4 separate regions of the Mus musculus genome follow, and regions 2, 3 and 4 are each linked to region 1. The links are chromatin contacts, called in public HiChIP or PLAC-seq and promoter capture Hi-C maps. All regions are on one chromosome and are shown on one strand. The core of a region is the stretch at or near the end of the contact, and the rest is flanking DNA. Distances in the headings are between cores, read along the strand shown. Region 1 holds the start of Dusp8 (dual specificity phosphatase 8). Region 2 holds the start of Taldo1 (transaldolase 1). Region 3 holds the start of Igf2os (insulin-like growth factor 2, opposite strand). Region 4 holds the start of Cdhr5 (cadherin-related family member 5).

Evidence for each region. Promoter capture Hi-C pulls out the DNA fragments that hold promoters and counts their contacts. HiChIP or PLAC-seq counts read pairs in DNA pulled down with a chosen protein or histone mark.
Region 2: a promoter capture Hi-C map of erythroid cells shows a contact between it and region 1, with 7 times the contacts expected there. The contact joins the promoter of Taldo1 here to the promoter of Dusp8 in region 1. A contact is called at or near these places in 1 of 39 promoter capture datasets (erythroid cells), 1 of 115 datasets of contacts at active chromatin or transcription factors (embryonic forebrain) and 1 of 9 other capture datasets (pancreatic islet).
Region 3: a contact with region 1 is called in a promoter capture Hi-C map of embryonic stem cells, with 10 read pairs. The contact joins the promoter of Igf2os here to the promoter of Dusp8 in region 1. A contact is called at or near these places in 4 of 39 promoter capture datasets (cranial neural crest, embryonic stem cells, hippocampal neurons and 1 more), 5 of 484 Hi-C or Micro-C datasets (all in embryonic stem cells), 2 of 115 datasets of contacts at active chromatin or transcription factors (embryonic midbrain and embryonic stem cells) and 2 of 9 other capture datasets (adipose tissue and liver).
Region 4: a contact with region 1 is called in an HNF4G HiChIP or PLAC-seq map of pancreatic cancer cells. The contact joins the promoter of Cdhr5 here to the promoter of Dusp8 in region 1.

What each region holds. Positions count from the first base shown.
Region 1 is chr7:142,093,190-142,096,536 of GRCm38.p6, reverse strand. Dusp8 (dual specificity phosphatase 8) reads left to right here and starts at 1,253. Exons shown (of 7, transcript NM_008748.3): 1 at 1,253-1,614. It overlaps Gm32786 (a long non-coding RNA gene), which reads right to left and starts at 2,371. Exons shown (of 7, transcript XR_870057.3): 1 at 2,198-2,371; 2 at 459-860.
Region 2 is chr7:141,390,851-141,394,223 of GRCm38.p6, reverse strand. It overlaps Taldo1 (transaldolase 1), which reads right to left and starts at 2,064. Exons shown (of 8, transcript NM_011528.4): 1 at 1,906-2,064. The coding sequence starts at 2,002.
Region 3 is chr7:142,658,215-142,661,667 of GRCm38.p6, reverse strand. It overlaps Igf2os (insulin-like growth factor 2, opposite strand), which reads right to left and starts at 1,988. Exons shown (of 4, transcript NR_002855.3): 1 at 639-1,988. It also overlaps a transcript of Igf2 not described here.
Region 4 is chr7:141,275,530-141,278,923 of GRCm38.p6, reverse strand. Cdhr5 (cadherin-related family member 5) reads left to right here and starts at 2,138. Exons shown (of 15, transcript NM_001114322.1): 1 at 2,138-2,299; 2 at 2,378-2,553; 3 at 2,886-2,936. The coding sequence starts at 2,206. Sct (secretin) reads left to right here. Exons shown (of 4, transcript NM_011328.3): 2 at 1-91; 3 at 202-306; 4 at 403-595. The coding sequence ends at 514.

The DNA.
Region 1 (3,347 bases), core at 4-2,503:
ATACTAGCAAAGGAGTGCTCCTTCCTTTGTGCCTGCTTCACTCTCTGTGACCCTTCCTTCAACCAGCCATCTCCTAAACTCTGCCCTTCATCGAGTGAGAGGCTGGACTTCCAGGGAAAGTTCAGGACACTCCACCCCCCTCCCACCCCCCACGAGACTCATATTATCTGGTCACCTCACTGTCCACCTAGTCAGGGCCACGTTTTTGAAGTATCTGAGAAGGTCTGGCATCATGGTGGGTGCTAGTAATCTCATCACTCAGAAGGCTGAGACCAGCCTGGCATACAATAAAGAATTTTCTGCCAACCTGTTCCCGAGGAGGAGGGAAAACTAAGGGAAACGTGGCTTATGTTTGCAGGTGGACCACTTTGGCACAAGACTCCCCTTCCTCTGAGACCTGCCTGACCCCTGTGTATTTCTGCCCTAGTTGTAATTACCCATGTTTTTTGAGTGCTCACGTGGTTGTGTTCACACAGTGGGATGGAGCCGACAGTCCCCAGCGGGCAGGGGAGATGTCCGGGTGGGAGTAGAGGTCGTTTCCAAGCGGCTTTTCATTGGAAGCTGTCAAGAACTGGATGTCATAGGTAGGGGGGCAGCGCCGCCCTGGGGAGCACACCGGTGGGTCTGGAGCCCCGCCCCCTGATTTCCCGGGATGAGTGACCTGAGGCAAACCACATCGCCTAGGAGCTTCTTCTGCAAAGTGTAGAGCTGGACTTCCACCTCCAGGGGTCGTGGAGAGGACAAACGCGGATGCTGCAGGTAAGGCCCTTTGCGGCCGCAGCTCTCCATGACCCTTTTCCCTGGGCCGCACTGGGGCAGGGGAGGCGCACTCTGGGAGGGCGTCCTCTCGCGAACAAAGGCTAAGGGAAGGAGAGAAATCCGTGACAGGTTCAGTCCAGGCGGGCCGAGAGAGGGAGACCCTTGCATACTAGGACAGTAGACGCTGGTTAGAGTGCCGCGAGGCAGAGGGTTCTTGGGGATACCAGGAGCCCTGAGCTGGGAAGGCTTCCTGGAGGTGGGGAGCTGCGGCGTGCGTGGCCCCTTTAAGAACCGATGCCCGAGAAGCTTGGGGCGCGGGGGACGGAGGGCGGTGGCAGAGAGACCCACGGCCGCCGCCAGGGCTCCGCACCCAGCGCCCGCTCCGCTGACGTCACCTGCCCCCGAGCGGCTCACTCTGATTGGCTGCAGGTGACGTCAGGGGCTTTTTCGCTCGGCATGACCTCATCCCCACCGGCAGCCCCGCCCTCCGCCCCGGGCCTGTCACTCGCGGCTCCCGCGGTGGCCGAGCCGGCTCCGCGGACCCCCGCCCCACCCGGACGCCGGACGCCGGACGCTGAGCCGGGCCGGAGCTGCCGGCCGCGCCCGCCAAGTCGCGGGCTGGGATGCGCGCCGTGAGCGCGCGTGCCCGACCGCAGTACGCGCGCTCCGTCCCGAGCGAGCGCTCCCCGCGGTGGCGGCGACGACGGCGGCGGCGGCGGCGACGCGCCCCGCGCGCCTCTCCGGCCCTTGCCCCGGCTACGCGGGCCCCCGACGGGCCCATGGGTGGCGGAACGGAGCGGGCGCCCTGAGCGCGGCACCGGCGTTGGGGGCAACCCCAGGGCAAGCGAGAGCCAGGTGAGCCAGGCGCTGACAGCGGTCGAGTCCTAAGCCGGGTGTGGGCCCAGGACGTGCGGAGGTTTTTGCGGTTGTGTGCCCTGAAGGAAGAAGCTCTTTGGAGCACCGAGAATAAATGGCTCTGCCCCGCGAGCGGCGCGCGCTGCAGATCCGCGCCTGCAGTGCGCTGTCTTTCTCGGCATATTCCTTCTTATCTGGAGGGATATATATAAGAGACCTAGGGATTCGCGGGGGAGGGCTGAGATCCAGCACAGATCGGTGAGAGTCCCTGCGAAGCGCCCCCGCTGGCAGCCAGATTTGGAGAAGGTCGTCCGCGGCTGCAGCGGGCAGGGGGATGCGAAACCTCCGACGCCAGAGGGTCGGCTCCGGCCTGCGGTAGGCTCCTTATCTGGAGAGGAAGCTATAGGACCCCCCCCCACTCTTCGACTCGCATGGCTGTCCCGTCACCCCCACTTCATGGTGCTCCACTCGCCTCTGCGGATAAAGAACATCCTTACCCGACGCAGAGGCTGTAGGCGCGATGCTGGGGGAGGGGCCGGCACGGCTGCCTCCTGCAGCCTGTCTCCCTGGCCTCTCTGCCTACCTTGGGAGGGAGCGGCCAGTCAGATGCTGCTGGTACCCTTGTGCCAAACCTTGCAGGTGGAGGAGCAAGAACAGGCTCAGCTTCCACTAGATCAGACCTCTTGGAATAAATTGGCCTCTGACTCCTTGTTGACAGGGTGTGCTGCGCCTGCAGCAGATAGATTGGGGGCCTTGATGGTGCAGTGATGGGGGTGGGGGACCAGTGTGGCATCTGCAATGCTCTGTTGTGCAGTATGGGGTGGGGGTGGAGGTGCTTCGGGTCAGGGGCACGGCTTCTTTCACAGTATGAATGAATTCAGAATGGAAATCCAGTGACCTGTAGACCCAGCCTCACATTTACTTGCCCCTAGGGTAGCTGGGTGGGTGAGGGTAGCTTACAGTGCCAGGCTCTGCCCTGGGAGATCAGAGTCCCCGTGCATTCACTATTTGGTTAGCAGGCACCTGATACAGATGAGCAGATCATGTGACCAGGAGCTGTAGGTTCATCTTTATGTCTGACTTGCTGCAGTCAGCTTAGGGACCTCAGGAGAGTTGCTGGGCAGGTTCTCGTTCCCTCCTGCTCTGTGCCCTTGGGGATACTTGAGGATACCTCTGGGGACTTAGCACTGAACACAGACGCAAAAAGATGCTTCAAGTCAATGTGTATAGGACTCCTGCCAACATCTTTCTTCTTGGGCTGATACTGAGGTTTCAACTCAGAAGTTTCAACTGGACAGTATTTCGGTGGGGTGCATCTGTGGGTTTGGAGAGAGTTCAATATGCAGCTCACAGAGGAAGCAGGGAGAGGCTGAACCCACAGCAAGAGAGATAGTTATGCTGTGCTCCTAAGAAATGTGTGAGCCAAAGACCCTGACTGGACCTCTCAGGACCACAGCTCCCTCTGACCTCCACTGTCTCTTTTTTTGGCCTGGCTATTTGCCTGACTGAGACAATGTTTCTGTTCCCTCTCCTGGGGCAAGGGTGCAGGGTAGACTGGCCAGAGAAGCCAAGGACTCAACTGCCATGCAGGAACATTTGAGCCCCTCCCTTTAGGAGATGGTCTCTGCCAGGCTTCAGAAGTGCCCAGTGTGACAATGAGCTGGCATCTCAGCATCTTGGGCCCCTAATTTCTGGCTCTTTCCTGAGAGCCTGCCTGGCTGTGAGCAGGGATA
Region 2 (3,373 bases), core at 815-3,314, 700 kb after region 1:
AAAATGTGCTCTGGAGTGGTGCTGGCTGAGGTGTGAATCCACTGAAGGGTGCACAGAAAACACAGTTTTTATCATATAAAACTACAGACTCTGGCAGGGCAGTGGTGGCAGAGGCAGGTGGATTTCTGAGTTCGAGGCCAGCCTGGTCTACAAAGTGAGTTCTAGGACAGCCAGGGCTACACAGAGAACCCTGTCTCGAAAAAAACAAACAAACAAAAAAACCCAAACAAAAAACAAAACAAACAAAAAACCCTACAGACCCAGGGCTGGGGACACAGTTGAGTGGCAGCTGTTTTAGCAGGTGTGATGTCAGAGCTTGAGCTCTAGCCTCCCCTCCCCTCCCCTCCCCTCTCCTCCCCACCCCACCCCCAGCTGAGCATTAAGGCCCAAAGACCCTGAGGTTCAGAGGAAAATGAAAGGGGTCAAAAGCGTTCGGAAACTCTATTTTCAGGAGCCTGTGATACCCAAGGGGTGAAGAACCCTCACCACAGCTGGGCAGGGGTGGTGCACAATGCTGATCCCAACACTTAGGAGGCAGAGGCAGGCAGATTTCTGTGAGTTCGAGGCCAGCCTGGTCTATAAATCAAATTCCAGGAAAGTCAGGGCTACACAGAGAAACCCTGTCTTCAAACAAATAAACACCAAAAGAAACCTTTACCATCTGACAAAAAAAAAAAAAAGACTTTGAATAAATAAAGTATATAAAATAGATTTTGAATCTGACAATGTTTATAATTATTTGTTTTAAGCCACACTGTCAATGAATGTGCTCTTTGGCTCTTTGTTGTTGTTTGAGACAGGCTCTTACTATGTAGCTCAGGCTAGCCTGGAACCATGTAGCCCAGGCTGGCCTCCAACTCATAAAGATGTGCCTGCCTCTGCCTCCCAAATGCAGGTGTGAGCTACCATGCCTGTCTCTTGCTCTCTTCACAAACATTAGCCGGTAAACTCTGCACTACACACACAGTGGAAAAACCTTAGGACTCCCAGATGGATTTCTGGAAGCTGACGAACACAGCTTGTGTCAGACGGGTTTGCTATTAGACCCACATCAAGTCTGTCCTTTATAGCTAAGCAGCCCAAATATGCCTAATCACTCTCTGCGACTCTCTGAGAGATAAACAATGCACTTACTCATGAGGAATTAAAGCCTGTTTCTCAAGTCACCGTGAGAAAGCAGAAAAGAGCAGAAGTGCTTTTGTACTGAGCTCACACGGAGCATTTCCTGAAAGTCTTTCTCACAGCACATGTGAGATCACCTCCACCACCCTCCAAGGATGAGAGCAAGACTAACAGCACAAGTCTTTCCACCTGTTTTCCGCGTCCCTACCAAGTCCAGGAAAATCTGAGTACTGGAGCTGCGCATGGTGGCACTGCCTGATCCAGCACTAAGGCTAAGATAGAAGGATTACCAGGAGTTCCAGAACAGCCTGTGGCTACACTGTGAGACCCAGTCTCAAAAGAGAAGGAAGTATGACAATGATAACCATTTGATTTAGTGTGTGCAACTGGTCTGACTCCAGCCATGCTGTGTACTGCCCATAGAGAGTAACCAGCTGCATGTGGAAAACCAGTGCAACAGGCTGCAAAAAGCAGATGGTGTCCAGTCTTGCAGACTGCACTGGCTCCAAAGTTGAGCCTGTGTCATCGTAGGGAATTGGGAGTAGGGGTGGGGGCACCCCGGGTCAGGGAGACTTTCTCGGACTACCTCTACCCACCGAGGCTTCGCGCCGGGCTCCCAGGGTCACCAATAGCCCAGGAGCTATTGATCCTTGAAGGTTCCGCAAACTCACCAATCCCAGCTCCAGCGCCCGCGAGGCCCCGCCCCTGACACCCACACCGGTGCTGGTTCCAAAATTGGGGGCGCAGCAGCTTAAATAGGGCGCATGCACCGCGTCCTCTTACCATTGAAATCACCCGTGTCGGCCACCACGGTGGTGAACTGCTTGAGCTGGTCCAAGGCGGACTCCATCCTCTGGCGCTTTACCGGGGACCCCGACATGGCGAAACGCGAACAGCTGAGGCGGTAGCCGGTGCGTGCTAACCCACAATGCCCCGCGCGTCCTGGCCAATCAAAGCAAAGCTAAATGAAGCCTGACGACGAGCCCCGCCCATGTACTTGGAGACCTTGCCATAGACCACGCCCCGTGTCACGGTCGGAGTTCTCTTCCCCAGTAGCGAGTGGTTAGTTTCTACCAGTCCAAGGAGAGTGGATTCTTTGTACCCCTCTAGAGCTCGGATGCGTAGAATGAACAGACAACGGATTCTACTGAGACGCGCGCTCAGTAAGCCTCAGACCCCACGGACTACGGATGGATGGGTGGCAGCGCTCTCGCTCCACACCCATGCTAATCCTTGAGCGGGTCCTTGCCTCCAACTGTGCATTCCCTACAGGGGCTTCAGAAGTGCACCCTTTCTCCAGCTGTGGGACTCCCCTACTCCCAGTTTAGGGACTGGGAGCTGCGCCCTCTCTGCTGATCGCGATAAGTCAAGCTCGGTGCAGCCCCTGCTTACAGGCAGACAAGCTAAAGCACAGTCTGAGAATCAATACAGGTGTATGGCCCCATGGGCGACTTCTGGCAAAGCCACCAGTTTCCGCTTCCCAGATGGAGTGGTTCTGGTGTTGCCTTAAGCTGCTGGGTGATCCTTCCCTTGCCCATGATTTTGCATCTCCCCTGGCTGGAAGTCTGTCTGGAATAAGCAGCAGTTTGAGAAAGTTGAGATGGGGAATTGAATCTTCAGTCATGAATAAAAATAGTAAGGGCAGTTTCTTTTACAGTGTTCCCATTATTGATTTGCAGTTCTTTGAATATGCTGGCTCAAGCTATTACACATATATGTGTATGCCGGATATTTTCTGTTAATATTTTGTTTACCACTCGTCTTAGTTTGCTTTCTATTGCTGTGATAAACACCACCACCCAAAGCAACTAGGCGAGGTTGATTGTACCTTACCCTCCCAAGTAACAATCTATCACTCAAGGACTGCAAGAAAGGCGCCTGGAGAAAACTTCTCACCGGCTTGCCTCCCTTGGTTTGCACAGCCTCCTTTCTTTACAGCCCTGAACTTCCAGGACCACCTGCTCAGGGATGGCACCACTCACCGTGGTGCTATGGGCTTTCCCTTATCAATCATTAATCTTAAAATTAATTTTTTCTTAAAAACGGAGCCAGGCAAGGTGGTACAGACCTTTAATCCCAGCATTCTGGAGGCAGTGGCAGGTGGATTCAAGGCCAGCCTGGTTTACATAGGGAGCTCCAGACTCGCCAAAGGGAAAAAGCCTTGCCGACTGACTTGCTAATCTTGAGGACAGAGGCATTCTCTCATTCGAAGTTCCCTCCTCCTGCAAAATCCGAGCTGTGTCAAGTTGAC
Region 3 (3,453 bases), core at 739-3,238, 560 kb before region 1:
CTCCCCTAAATTTCATGTTGGGAATTTTCTTAAACCCAACAGCAACAACAAACCACCTAACTTCTACAAATTAGTCTAGGATTTTGTGGGTTCCCCAAGCTTTCTAACCAAGATATTGGGTTCCCCTCGTTAGGCCTGGATCAAGATGCCCCCCATTTTTGCATAGAATAATTTTCCTCATTCCCCAACTTGGATTCTAATTTTTCTGGAATCTCAAATTTAGTCATTCGCCACAGTTTTCCCATTTATGGAGTCGCCTTCGAGTCCCCCTACTTTGGGCCGCTCATTCCCAGGACCGCAAATCAGACAAGGGTCTGACTTGGGATCCCCGAAATTTGATCATTGTTTCCGCTGGCCACTTTCGGCAGCTTCCCGTCCTGCGCATAACAGTGGTATCGGCCTCGTCACTTCTCCTACGGTGTCCCAGCGGCAGCACAGATTTTGGAAAAGTGTGTGTGCCCCAAACACGCACTGGACACTGCGCGGCGGCCAGGACGTGGGCAGTGTTGCTCCCGTGTCCAGGAAAACGACTGGGCATTGCCCCCAGTTTCCCCCAAATTTGGGCATTGTCCCCGGGTCTTCCAACGGACTGGGCGTTGCCCCGGTTCACTGGGGACTGCCCTTGGGGTCTCGCTCACCTTCAGCAGCGTCCACTTCAGCAGCTCCCACTTCATCCGCTCTCCCGCCCTTCTCCTCCGATCCTCCTGCGCCAGCGGACCCGACCTTCGGCCTTGTGGTGAGCTCCCCGTGGCGCGCTCCCTCGTGCCCCAGCTCTTCCACTGCGGGGCACCGGCTACCTCGCAGTTTGTCCTCAGGGCTGCTGCGGAGTAGCGCGGGAGCGGGCTGCTGGCTTCTCCCTCGGCGGCAGCGCTCCTTTGGGCTGGGCGCTCCGAAACGCGCGCCACTTTGTGTGCACTCTGCAAACAACGCGGTGGTAGGGAAAGCGCCTGGGCGGCCAGGAAGCGGGAAGGGCAGAGCGCTCGGGCGGCTTGGAGCCTCCAACCCTACAGGTCGAGGGCTTGGGGAAGCGAGTGTAGAGCGCGGGCGCGGTGATTGATGGTCGGGCCGGGAGGTTAGCCCCGGGTGCACTGGTTTCCGCCAGTAGTGGCCCTTTAGAGGCCTAGAGGTGCGGAGGTCGGGAGAGGGAAACAAGGTGCACCGGTTTAGAAGTGATTTTGACTTGGTAAAAATCACAATGGCTTCTTATATCTGAAACCACCCGGGGAGAGTTTCTTAATAGCCCGGAATTATCGCATTGGCCCCTGGGGCCGAACCTGCAACTAAGCAAATTCAAAGTGCTGAGGACAGGGAACTGTTATCTGCTCATACTGGGTGGGGTCCCAAAGGCGCGCCGCTTAGAAGCACTTCAGTGAGCTCTGGTTTACAGGTCTGGTTTGAGCTACGTTTCCCGCCCTGCTTCTTTTTCTGCTGAAGGGCGCAGACATTGTGCGGGGGCTCCACGCGGGGCCCAGATTTGGCGTGGCCAAGCCAGCCTTCCCTTCATGGTGCACCTGGTGGCCCCCCAAAGGCTGCTAGGAGATCCCAGGCAAAGCAGAGGTTAGGGGCGCTTAGTAAGATCTATCTGGCTGCTATTCGAGGTGCCTCACAGCCCGCCCTGCCTGCTCAGGCAGGTGGAGGCTGCGCGCTCCCCCCCCCCCCCCCAGCCGATCCAGGGGACTGTCCCCTGCTTAGCAAGTAGGTCCCTGTGAGAACCCTCTACCCAGCTACCTGCGCCTTAACTCAGTCGGCCGGGATGCGCCTACCTTGTAACCCTCTAACTGAGCACAGGTCCTGCCACTACCACTGAGGCCTAGGGTGCCACGCACGTTGGTTCGCACCACGCGCCCATGTTGCACAAGCACAGGGCACCCCGGAAACATGACATGGGACCTCGATTTTTAGGGATAGACACCCAGGATTTAGTGGGCCTGTTGGGGCGCACAGCCCCCCCCCATCTTTGCCACCAGGCACTCCACTCCCCCCCCCCACCGGCAACCCCCGTGCCCAGGGCCCCCGACCCGCATTCCCCGCGTGGCTCGAGTTGCGGGGGCGGTCCCGGGGCGGGGCGAGGGCCCTGCGGACGCCCATTGGCGCGGGCGTAAGGCCAGCGGGGCCCGAGCGGGCGCCGAGCCGCGGGGTGGCGCGGCTATAAGAACCGGGCGTTGGCGCCCGGAGTTCGCCTGCTCTCCGGCGGAGCTGCGTGAGGCCAGGCCGGCCCCCGGCCCCCCCTTCCGGCCGCCCCCGCCTCCTGGCCCACGCCCGCCCGCGCTCGGCCCGCCAGCGCCTCCATCCGGGCTGGCGGCCCCGCGTCGACGCCGTCCGCCACCTCGCTGCTGCTAACTCCTGTGCAGGGCGCCGTCGGCGGGGCCGCGCTCCGTCGGGCCTGCGGATCTCCCCACCGCCTCCTCCTCTATCTACCTCAACACCCCATTCCTGCTTCGCCAGAGGAGGCGGTCCCCACCGCAGGCAGTCCGGCTTGCAGGTCGCCGGCGTTGTCATCCCCCGCGCTTCCCCTCCCAGCCCTCCCCGGTGCGCAGCCCGGCTGCTCCCCTCTTTTCGCTGCAGTCCCGAGCAGCTGAGGCGCCGCCACGCCTGTCCCCCCCACAAGAAGCCCGGGCTTACGACGGCTGAGGGCTCCGTCGACCCTAACCGAGCTGGGTGCCCGTGGCCGGGGTGACGCCTCCATTCCTCCCCCCTCAACACCGTCCTCGGTCCTTCGAAGTTGCATCCTCTCCTCTGCTTAGGGTGCGCCCCCCCTCGCGCACCCGCTTACCCGCCACCTTTCCTAAGCTCCCCTCCTGCCCCCTCCCCGTTCCTCCTCGCCTCAGACTCCCTCCCCCTCACGTCCGCCCTCTGCCTTCGCCTACCCAAGTGGATTAATTATACGCTTTCTGTTTCTCTCCGTGCTGTCCTCTCCCGCTGTGAGCCTACCCGCCTCTCGCTGTCCTCTCTCCCTCTCTCCCTCTCTGTGGTCCCCCCCTTTCACGTTCACTCTGTCTCTCTCACTATCTCTGCCCCCCAACTATCCTTGATACAACAGCTGACCTCATTTCCCGATACCTTTTCCCCCCCGAAAGTACAATATCTGGCCCGCCCCAGCCCTAAGATACCCTAAAGAAGCAGAAGAGACGCCCCCCTCCCCACCAAAAAAGCCATCTCCCCGTTCTGTCCCGTCGCACATTCGGCCTCTGCGACTCGGGCAGAGCGGCGCTGGCAGAGGAGTGCCCGGCAGAAGGGCCTTCGCCCGCTGTTCGGTTTGCATACCCGCAGCAGGGAGATGGGCGGCAGCGTCGCCGGCTTCCAGGTAAGGGCTCTCAGGGGCCCTGGGAGTGGGGGGTGCGCAGAGCCCGGCTTGGGCATGGCGGGACTGGTGCGGTGGGTGGGGGGCTGGGGGCTCGTTCCCTAAGCAAACTTTTGTTCCCCCTTGCGCCATGGAGTGGGGGAAGGGGCGGG
Region 4 (3,394 bases), core at 889-3,388, 820 kb after region 1:
ACTCAGACGGAATGTTCACCAGCGAGCTCAGCCGCTTGCAGGACAGTGCCAGGCTGCAGCGCCTGCTGCAGGGTCTGGTGGGGAAGCGCAGGTGAGCCCGCGCTAGGTAGAATTTTCCAGACTGGCTAGTATGGGACAGGCCCGCCACATCCCTGTACACCACTAATTCTACTTTGGGCGTGGGGGTGGGGGTGGGGTCAGCGAGCAGGACACAGAAAATATCCCAGAGAACAGCCTGGCCCGGTCCAAGCCCTTAGAGGACCAGCTCTGCTTGCTGTGGTCGAACACTCAGACCCTACAGGACTGGTGAGTTTTCCATCCTCAGCTGGATTCCTAAAGTGCCCCAGCCAGGTGGGTACCCGCACTCTGATGGTCACTCACTAGTCCCCTCTCCTTCCACAGGCTTCTGCCCAGGCTGTCCCTGGATGGGTCCCTGTCTCTCTGGCTGCCTCCTGGACCAAGGTCTGCTGTTGATCGTTCAGAGTGGACTGAAACAACCAGGCCACCCAGATGAGGGAGGAAGAGTCTCTAGGACCCTGGCTGGAGTAGGGATTGGTTGTCCTTGGCATCAATAAAAAAGGAATTTAGACCCTGGTCTTTTAGCTCATGGTGTGTGATGTCTGATAAAATGAAGGCCGCCTCTGCTCCGAGAGCCTGGAAGGCGTGGACAGATCCAGCCATCTCATTCAGTGGCTAGGACCACACCCAGCTGCCCTTTGAACCCAAGAAGCCAGCTAGGACATTTCTTATCTCTGGCATCAGCTGAACCCCTCTTTTCCCAGCTGAATTCCCTAGAGTGCCACCTTGCCCTGTGGTCCATTTAGCAAAATTTCTAGGGATCAGGGACTCCCCACCCTGGTCCAGCCATGTGGCCAGGGTAAATGAAGTGGTGAGGAGGAGGCTCAGGCGGGGTCATAGGGGTCCGCTTATGAGTGGGAGGACCTGAGTACATCCTGGCTCTAACATGTCTAGGCCTGAGGCCTGACGGTGATGTCATCTCCCAGTAGGCAGCTGTAGGACCAGTGAAGGGTTGTGAGACAGTGCTCAGTCTTTGCAGAGGCTTGGAGCCTCGGGAAGGTTTTCAGACACCTAAAGCAGCCAGCCCTGCAAAGGCCCACAGTAGTGAGAGCTGTGCAGGCCCTTTCAACAGAACACCCCCTACGACCCTCCTGATCCCACCCAGGGCCTTCTTCCTATCTCTGAGAGCTTACAGGCAAAAGGAGAGGAAGCATATCTAATGGAGGCCTGGGCTGTGTCCTCACCAGGATTCCTGTCTTCCATCAGATACTGGCTCCCCAAACCCCAGCTCCTAGCTGTGGCTGAAAGGTTCTATCTGCATCCTAACACCAACCAAGGCTCTGCCAGGCCCTACCCTGGGGGAACTGCTGTGTTTCTCATACAGCAGGAGCATACTGGGACACAGCCATTTCCCTTGGGAGTGGACGAGGGAAGGGAAGGGAGACGACATGACATAGCTCCAGGGATTTTGCTAGAGAACACTGAGGAGAAAGAGACAAGATGAGGGACACCCCAATGAGGGCTACAGTAGACCCAATGGCTCAGCCTGTTCTTGCTCCCAGCTCCCCACAGCCCTGCCCCCATTCCCCACAGCCCTGCCCCAGCTCTCCATAGCCCTGCCCCAGCTCCCCACAGCCCTGCCCCAGCTCCCCAGACCCATGGTTCCATCCCACAGGCCTGCTTCAGCCCCCAGCCCTGACTCAGCTCCCTACAGCCCTGCCCCAGTTCCCCACAGCCCTGCCCCAGCTCTCCATAGCCCTGCCCCAGCTCTCCATAGCCCTGCCCCAGCTCCCCATAGCCCTGCCCCAGCTCCCCAGACCCATGGTTCCATCCCACAGGCCTGCTTCAGCCCCCAGCCCTGACTCAGCCTCCTTAGATCTATGGCCCCAGAGCCTTGCCCTGGCTCCCCACACCTATTCTCCACTCCTCCTTGTTCTCAAGCTTCATACACCTTATGTGTAGTTCCCGTGGGTTGAGTCTCCAGCTAACTTCCTGGAAGTCCAGGCCGAAATATGACCTCATGTCCCCTGTTAGTGCCGGCCAGCGGGAGTCCCCTTGATAGAGGCCATCTGTAAAGGGTCATAAAATGAGGCGGTGCCTGGCAGGGGCGAAGGTCGCCAAGGCAGGAATTGTACCAGCCCTGGAACCAAGCAAGCTGGATCCTTCTTCCAGGTGACAGCTGCCGCCATGGGGGCTCCGGCCCTCCTGTGGCCTTCCCTGCTGTTGCCATGGCTCACAGTGCTGTTTGGCCAACCTCCGGGGACCTTGGCCCAGACCCAGGGTATGTGTCGGGCAGGGGCAGGACAGGTGGGTGGCAGAGCTCTGATGAGGAACCAACTTCTTCTTTCCAACTTTCTAGTCTGCTCTGTGAACCAGACCATATTTAGAGTCGAGGAGAACACCACTGTTTCTGAGCCACTGGTGAACATTTTTGTCCCAGACGGCCTGCACGTGACCTTGGGACCCTTGTCCACTCCTTATGCCTTTAGGATCGAAGGAAAAGATCTGTTTCTCAACGTGACTCCAGATTATGAGGTACAGTCTGTAGGCTGGATGGAATGTGCCTTCATGGAGACATACATGGGCGGGCCTCCTAACCTGGGGAAGATTCAGGGAAGGAGGGGCTGAGGGTTCTCTATCCCCCTGAGTGAGGAACCCTTCAGGCCCTGTGGTCGGTTGGTTGGTACTGAGGGGGAGGGCCGTAGGGGACAAAGCTGCCAAATGCCCCCCCCCACACACCCAGGATTTCCCACAGATGACTGGGGCGCTGGAGCGGTACCTGCTCTCCTAGCCGTACTCTCCCGTTCTAGAGCAGCATAGCTCCTTATGTGGCAAGTGACTCATAGGGCCCCTGGCTTCATCCTTAGGAAAACTCATTGCTCCAGGCAGATGTGGAGTGTAAGAGAGGAGATGCGGTGGTAAGTTAACCCCAGTACCTGATCACCTCTGCCTTCTGTCAGAGTACCCCAAGGCCATTCCCCCATGACCTCAGCTCTCTCCTGGCCACTCCCACGCTTGCTTCTTTCAGCCTAGACTTCCCTGAGCTCCAGACTCAAAGTCAGCTAACTTAGAGCTGTGGATTAAGTCAATACCCTGAGGCCCTAAGTCTGCCTCTCATCCCTCACCTGCCAGCCACTTAGGCCCCTTTTGAGGTCACCCCACCCCAGGTACATTGTTGGGATTGTCGGTTGTGCCTCAGTTAGAGTCAGCCCTACTCTTCCTACCTCTAGTCCCACGGGGCCTTGGGCAGCAGGTCTCCTTTCTGACCCTGCCGCAGATCCATTTGCTCTCCGTGCCCTTGGTCCTTCTCTATTCCTTCCCCCACATAGTGAATCCCTAGAGAGTCATAACCACAACCCCAGACAGCCTCACACAG